2 separate regions of the Rattus norvegicus genome follow, and region 1 is linked to region 2. The links are chromatin contacts, called in public Hi-C maps. All regions are on one chromosome and are shown on one strand. Each heading gives the region's core, a stretch centred on a gene start, on an enhancer-like site or on the middle of the called end of the contact. The rest is flanking DNA. Distances are from core to core; before and after follow the strand shown. Region 1 has its middle 78 kb from the start of St3gal1. Region 2 has its middle 63 kb from the start of Ndrg1.

Region 1 (3,683 bases), core at 23-2,522, 46 kb after region 2:
TACTGCCATATAGTCATAGGCCCAATAGCTTGCAGCTTTATTGGGGGTTGAGAGGAGGGGTGAGGTTCCAGGAGATGGCTCAGCAACTAAGAGCCCCAGCTTCTTTCTAGAGACCCAGGTTCAGTCTCAGAACCTACATGGCAGCTCACAGCCATTTGTAATTCCAGTTCCAGGGTATTCAAATGCCACTTTCTAGCCTCTATTGGCACAAGGTACATATGTGGTGCACAGACGTACCTGCAGGGGAAACACTTGTATATATAATAAAATAAAATAATAGTAAAGAGTTTTTCAAAGGGTTTTTTAAAAGGAGGAGCCCATTGTGAGGAAGTTAAGTCATTGGAGACATGCCATTCAAGCAGATGTTGTGAACCTGCCCCATCTCCTTCTCCCCGTTTTTTCTAGGTAACACAAGGTAAATGGTTTCTATCTCCCCAAAGGTCCTTAGTACAGTATACTGCCTTGTCACAGATACATGTCCAGGAATTGAAAGCTCTGAAAAACTGTGAGCCAAAATGAAATTATGTATCTCAGGCATTTTGTAACAGCACCATAAAGCATGCTGGTATACCTCTTAAGCTCCAGATGAACCCTGGAGTGGTCTTAGAGCTTTCTAGTGAGTCGGGGATGACACCCTTTGTCTTTGTTTTGGGCGCCAATACTTCCTCTCACCTGCATATATGCCTATCTACGGTCTAAAAACTGATGCCTTTCTCTACTTAACCAACTCTTCCTGAAATTAGGTGCCAGGCTTTGGACTAGGCCCTGAATGTACATGGAGGGTTCCCAGAGCAAAGAAAGAATAAAAACATGAATATGAGAATTTGGGGGAAGGGGCGTTTTTCTTAAGTCATGTTGAAGGGATGGGACAAGGTGACTGATCCTGCTGATAAGAATGGAGAGTCCAGAATGCTGTTCCTTAGATTCAAAAGGCTGTTCGTGTCCCTAAGAATCATGGCAACTAGTCCTGCTGGCCGAAGGACAGGTGCTGCAGGCTGTGTGGCTCTTCCCACCACAGCTTGGATTTAATCTTGGGCATGTGGGCAGAAGGAGGAGGATTTTGTTCAGTGCTAGTTTTCTAGGACACCGGCCATTGACAATGCCTACGTGTATTAGGACATCTAAGTGTCTGCTGTCCACACCATAGTGGCTCCAAATGGCTTCATATCATATTTTCCACCTTCATTCAGTGAGTTCAGCTGACAAACGGAGGCTGGCTTGTGCACCAGGAAGTCCATTTCCAGGACGTGCAATGCAATCTCAGCTCTATTTTTGGAAGACTTCTACGAGTTCCTGTGAGTTCGTCAGAAGCTCACACAAAGCCTCTGCAGACCAACAGGCAGTGGGAGGGTTCAGCTTCTGTTTGCAGAGTTCCTGGATCTGACTTTTACCCCTCTTCCATCACTAGGGTCTGCTGCAAAGAATGCTTAGCCTGTGCGCCACAGCTGGGACTTAGAAGGATCCCAAACCACAGAACACAGGCCTTGACTTCGTGTCTGGGTACCTCTGAGCTCTCATCACTGGCCAAGAAATGTTGATGGTTAGCCCCAGGTTCTCCTCTAGTAAGGAGAAGCTAGGGAGTCTGTATCTAATCCTTCTATCCCTGCAAAGCCCCTGGGAGGCTCAACAAACTTGTTAGCCTCCCAGGGTCTTATTTCCTTTCCATACTCTTGGCGAAGGAGTAGCATGCTGCCTCTGAAAGAGAGCCATTTATCAAACCAGAAGACAAATTTGAGATGCCATCATTTGTTATCTTATTGCTTTGAAAATTCAGCCCACAATCAGGCACTCGGAAATATAATCCTGCCCAGCCCTAGTACATTTGTGATGTATCATTGCCACCTCTACCTAGTTGTAAAAAAAAAAAAAAAAAAAAAAAAAATTCCCACCATCCACTCAGAATAAAAGCCTCTACCCATTCAGAAACTCTTTACCATAGCCTTCCCCCAACGTCTAACCTCTCCTTACCTTCAGCCCCTGTAAACCACTGTTGTGTCTTCTCATTTTGGGAGACAGAGTCTCATTTAGTTCAGGCTGGCCTCAACTTTGCTGTGTAGCCCTGAATCTCTTGCCTCCATTTGCCGAGCACCTGGTTACAGGTGTTTTTACCATGTCTGGCTTATACCATGTTGGAGTTCCAACCTACAGCTTTGTGCAGCCTACGTAGGGATTTTCCCAATTGAACTGGGTCTTCGACCCTTGTTCTGCCTTTGGTTTGTGTGAATTTACAGACTGTGGACAGTAAGGATTCATAGAGCAGGCAACTTGATCAGGCTTCTGTCCCTCAGCACCATGCTTTTGATGGTTGTCCACACAGAAGCATGAGACTTGAGTAACTTCTGTGACTGAGGAACATATATCCCTGTGTGGGAGGAGCAGCCATTCCTCCCTCCATTCTGCTGCCGGATGAAGGTGGGGGTTGCTCTCTGTCAGGAATATTGTTTACCTGTCAGGAATATTGCTGCTGTGGGTGTGGGTATTTGCAAACCTGCTTGCAACTATCTGCCATGCATATCTAGGAACAGAGTTGCTGGGTCATGGGCTACCTTGGCTTAACTTTTTGAGGATCTGCCAAACTACTTTCCTCAGCAGCAGTGCCATTTCCTCCAGGCAGCAAGGCCCAGGTGTGCCAGCTTGCCCACTTCTCATCAACACTGGTTCTTTTCCACTGTGCTGATTCCAACCATGTTCGCTGGTGTGTGTGGAGTATCTCCCTTGGGGTCGTTGTGAGTTTGCTTTCTCCTAGTGGTGAATGCTCTTGAGGATCTTATCTTCCATTTGTTCATTTATACGTCTCCTTTGGAGAATCATCTACACAAATAACCCCTTCACTTTTTATGTATGTATTTTATTTGTGAGTGTGCGTATCGTGCCAGCAGTGGCGGTGGTGGCTGTGGTGATGGTGGAGGTGCTGCTGCATTGTTGCTGTGAGGAGAGGCTCCTATTTCACGGGGGATGTAGCCTGACAGATGAAAACCCCCTAGTGTAGGCCTTCGCCTTCCATGTTGTTTGAGACAAGACCTCCTACTGCTCACCACCACACTGTGGATGACAGGCTAGTTGGCTTACAAACTTGTCAGAATTTTCCTATCTCCACTTTCTGCTTCACTGTAGAGGGGGCAGGAGTAGAGAGACACAAGTTACTTCATCAGACATGTTCTGTGAATCTGAGCTTGGGATTCTCTTGGGCAAGGAGCAGTTTACCCATCCCATCCCATCCCCTCCCCTCAGTCCACTTTCTCTACTTTTAAACTGCATTGCTTGATTTTTTTTTTAAATTAAGTCGCAAGGGCACTTTATGTATTCTGGGAAATGGGCCTTTTGAAGGGGATATTATTTCTCCCAATCGTTAGATCTTTTAAAGGCTTTATTTGGGGGACTGGAAGAATGGTTTACTGGGAAGAAGTGTTTGCTACAAGCCTGTCGAGCTGAGCTAAATTGATGTATCTCGTGGTGGAAGGAGAGAACTGACTCCTCAAGGCTGTCCCTTCGCCTGCACATGCGAGCAGAGGCATTGGCGTGTTTTTCTGACCCTCCTCCTAGACATGCGGGTTAATGTGTAAGCATATTCATAAACCTGCACATACACACGCTTTATAAAATGCCAGCAAGAAATTATTCAGAAGAGAGGAAGAGATTTGCTGGTATCTCTATCACATCTCTCTCTCTCTCTCTCTGGTCTT
Region 2 (3,597 bases), core at 171-2,670:
TTCAAGTATAGAGATAACAGAATCTCACGACAGTGCCTGGTTTATGAGACACTGGGGATCAAACTCAAGGCTTTAGGCATGCTATACAAGCACTCTTGCACCTGAGCTATGTCACAGGTCCAAGAAACTGGATAATCTCTTGGGACTGGGTTTTAACCAGGAAGAATCGGGAGTATGTCTTGGTCTCTGAGTGGATCCACAAATGTCAAATAGCCTTCCACCACCCTTAAGTTCTTTCCTCTGTGTCCGTCATCCCCTAGTTAAATGATGACTGTGGGGGGAAAAATGGCAGAAAAGGCTCCCAGCCTAGTAGCTTCCTAGTCTTAGTTCTGTTCCCTGACCCAGATGCTGATCGAATGTTCAGCAACTTTCTCTGCAGAGGAGTCTGGGATATACCTTAGGTGCGCAGCATGTGGGAACTGTTGGATTGTTTTGTAGCGACCTGCACTGGTGTGGTAGAGTGCTTCTCATCCATCCACTCTACCTCCTATGAGCTAGAGCAATCAGCATCCTTTTCTGCAGCTTAGGGGAGGGAAGGTCCTCTGTAGGCTGCCTCTCTGGTGTCATCCTCTATTCTGTAGCTTGTGGGCTGAGGTGAGGAGTGTGAATCTCCTTTACAGTTCCGTTAAAACCTCTGTTCCCTCAGTGCCTTTCACATCCTTGGGACCTTCCTGGTGCTCACCTAGGGTGTGAACACCCCTCTCCCCTTAGCCTTTCAAAGCATCAGACCTCATGCTTTGGGCAAAGGGAGGGCCACAGAGACTTTCTTGAGAAGCCCCTGATAGTCATCCCTGTATTCATTCAAGCAGCATTTCCTGAGGAAGAAGTTAGCCCCGGGTCAAGACAGGCAACTAAGTCAAGAAATAAAATGATGGGCGACGGTGTCTCGGCTAGATGGGGAGCGTGTTTTGTGTCCTGCAAAAGGGAAGGTGGTGCTCCGATGTCCTTTTGGCTGAGCACCTGCATAGCAGAGAAGGAGCAAAAAGAGGAATTCTCAACCTCCAAATCCTACTAGCTGAAAACCAGGGGTCACTGGCAGGCTATCTTCTCCTCTATGCTGGAGAGCCCTCTCCCCAGAAAGAGGCAGATCTAACCACAGGAAGAACAAGACTGGAGAGCCTCGCCCACATCTGCTACTTCCAGGAGCCTTGTGAGAGAGACTTTCTCTTTTGCGGATCTAAGTTTAGAAAGAGCAGGGGGCGCGGTGTGGGTTCACCTGCAGCACCTCAAGGGGGCCCTAAGCTGGTACTCTGGGATGGGTGTGTTCTTCCCTCTGGCCCTGCTTCACAGCTGCCTTCCCAGACTGAAGGGGAAGGTGAATTGAAGCTCCAGGAGGGCGGTGGCTCTGGCAGCCACACCCACTTCAAGACCTACAACGTGCAGCAGCTCACACCTTCCCAGAAATCACTAGGCCGGAAGTAGCCTGAGCTTGGCCAGGTCCACAATGGGCCGCAGGGGGAGGGTTGGAACGTGCAGCCTGACACCTGCACTCCAGAAGTTTGTACTGGGATCAGGCAGCTGCTCTTTCTTCTCAGAGGCTTGGGAAACTCCTCCCCTCTTAACCCTCGTCTTCTCTTCAATTCAAGCTTAATCACTTGCTTTAGGTCCACTGAGCTAAAGCCCCTGCAAAGTGAAAGTAACTCGCTTTGTCCTTGGTTCTGCATAGTTCTGTGAGGAAACTGCTTCTGTGCTGGAACAAGGGCCTGACGAGTAAATCCCCGCCCCCGACCCGTGATGTTGGGCGGGGTGTTGGGTGTGAATCATAGACTCAGATCCCTTCTGCCCATTTTAGAGAAAGGAACTGAGGTAAAGAAGAGGGAGGTGACAATTCGGGGAGAAAAGACACCATAATCTTGACATGTGGCAAAGGAATTGCATTTGTAACTTTATTCCAATCAAATCTATTACATTCCAGAAACTGAACTACCATGACTGCTAAGTGGGTACATTTCAGGAGATATAAGGTCCCGGACACCCTTCTTCTCAGGTTCAGATAAGTCAAGAGTTTTATGTAAGTTCACACAGCCAGGAAGTGGCAAGGTCAGAGAACAGGAAACCAGTAGAGTTGGGATTTGAAGCCTGGCGTTCTGAGGCTGGCTTCTGGAAGCTTCCTTGATGGTGAACTACTGTCAAAGATATAGTGTGTGCCACTTTTGCTCAGGTCTGGCTCTCCTCACTCAGTGCTTAGACTGCCTTTGCCTCTGGATACTGGGATGCCCTTGGAGTGGTGGGATTAAGACATTGACTGACAGGTGGAAAAAATGCTTGGCTTGAGGCCAGAGAAGGTAGAGAAGGGGTCGAGGTCTAGATAAACAGCCAGGATGAAAGATACCCAGAGTTTCACATGCTGCAGAGAGGAAATAATCAGGACTAGTCATGGGACTTGGGAAGATGCTAGGCTGTATACTGCTGGCTCAACAAGGTGTGTGTTTGGGACAAGGTTGAGGTCAAGGCCAAGAGCTCTGGAACATGACCACTCTGCCATTCTTCCAGAGAAGGGCCCCACACAGAACATAGCTGGAAGCAGGGGCTCCTGTAAGAAGCTGAAGGTGCATGGGAAAAACCCCACCCACCTTCCAGGACAGGCTATCCAGGTTCCAGCATGGCTGAGCACTTGGTGGTCAGAGAATGATGGGCCCATTGCTTAGTTCTTAAAACTGCATCAGGCAGCAGCCTGTCAACAAGGCTCCACTGAAAGTCACAGACACAAGGAAAGTGCTAGGCGGGTACCTCTGCCTGCTCCCCTGACCAGTTTTCCGAAAGGGTATATTCTCTAGAAGGGAAATGGATTCTGTTTTTAAATACTGATTCATTTTGGAGAAACCTAAAAATAGTTTTAGGAATCTCAAGAGATGACTCAGTCAGTGGGTCCTAGTGCTGGCTGCATATCTATAAAGACCTGAGTTCAAATCTCTAGCAGTATATGGCTGGCTGCACAGAACACCCAAAGTCTCCACAACCAGTGCCCTCCTGTGGCTTCTGCATGGGGATACCTCCATGCAACAACCCCCTACACACACACACACACACACACACACACACACACACACCACCACCACCACATCCTACACACACACACACACACATACACACACACACCACCGCACACCACACACACATACACAAACACACACTCACACATACACACACACCCCACCACCACACCCTACATACACACACATACATACACACACATACCACCACACACCACACACACACACACACACACACACACACACACAAACACACACACACCACCGCCACCACACCCTACACACACATACACACATACATACACACACACACCACACGCACATCTTTTCAGCCTTGTGAAGTGGCTCTTCTCAGCAGGTAGAAGCAGAAAGTCCAGGAATTCAAGGCCATCCTTCACTACATTGTGAGTTTGAGGCCAGGGCTACAGGAGATCTTGCCTCTACTCTCAGACTAAAAAAAGCAACAGGAAAGAGACATATTTAGAGGAGGTACAGACCTCAGGTGGAAGCCACCCACACTCCTCCTGGCACACCCTCCTGGGTTCCCTCATTCACCACAGACACCGTCTAACAGTTACTTTTGTATAAAATATGAATTTATTTT

What was found. Hi-C and Micro-C count contacts between places; a contact is called where the count stands out from the background.
Region 1: a contact with region 2 is called in a Hi-C map of kidney, with 4 times the contacts expected there. The contact joins two enhancer-like sites. A contact is called at or near these places in 7 of 12 Hi-C or Micro-C datasets (the A7r5 cell line, hepatocytes, kidney and 3 more).

What each region holds. Positions count from the first base shown.
Region 1 is chr7:100,722,344-100,726,026 of GRCr8, forward strand. No RefSeq gene overlaps it. Among named protein-coding and RNA genes, the nearest start is that of St3gal1, 78 kb to the right of the region's middle. Within about 2 kb of position 1,273, at least 10 of the 93 cell types and tissues checked have an H3K27ac peak or open chromatin away from gene starts, as enhancers often do. A contact at or near this core is called in liver, where this site is marked.
Region 2 is chr7:100,676,556-100,680,152 of GRCr8, forward strand. No RefSeq gene overlaps it. Among named protein-coding and RNA genes, the nearest start is that of Ndrg1, 63 kb to the left of the region's middle. Within about 2 kb of position 1,421, at least 28 of the 93 cell types and tissues checked have an H3K27ac peak or open chromatin away from gene starts, as enhancers often do. A contact at or near this core is called in liver, where this site is marked.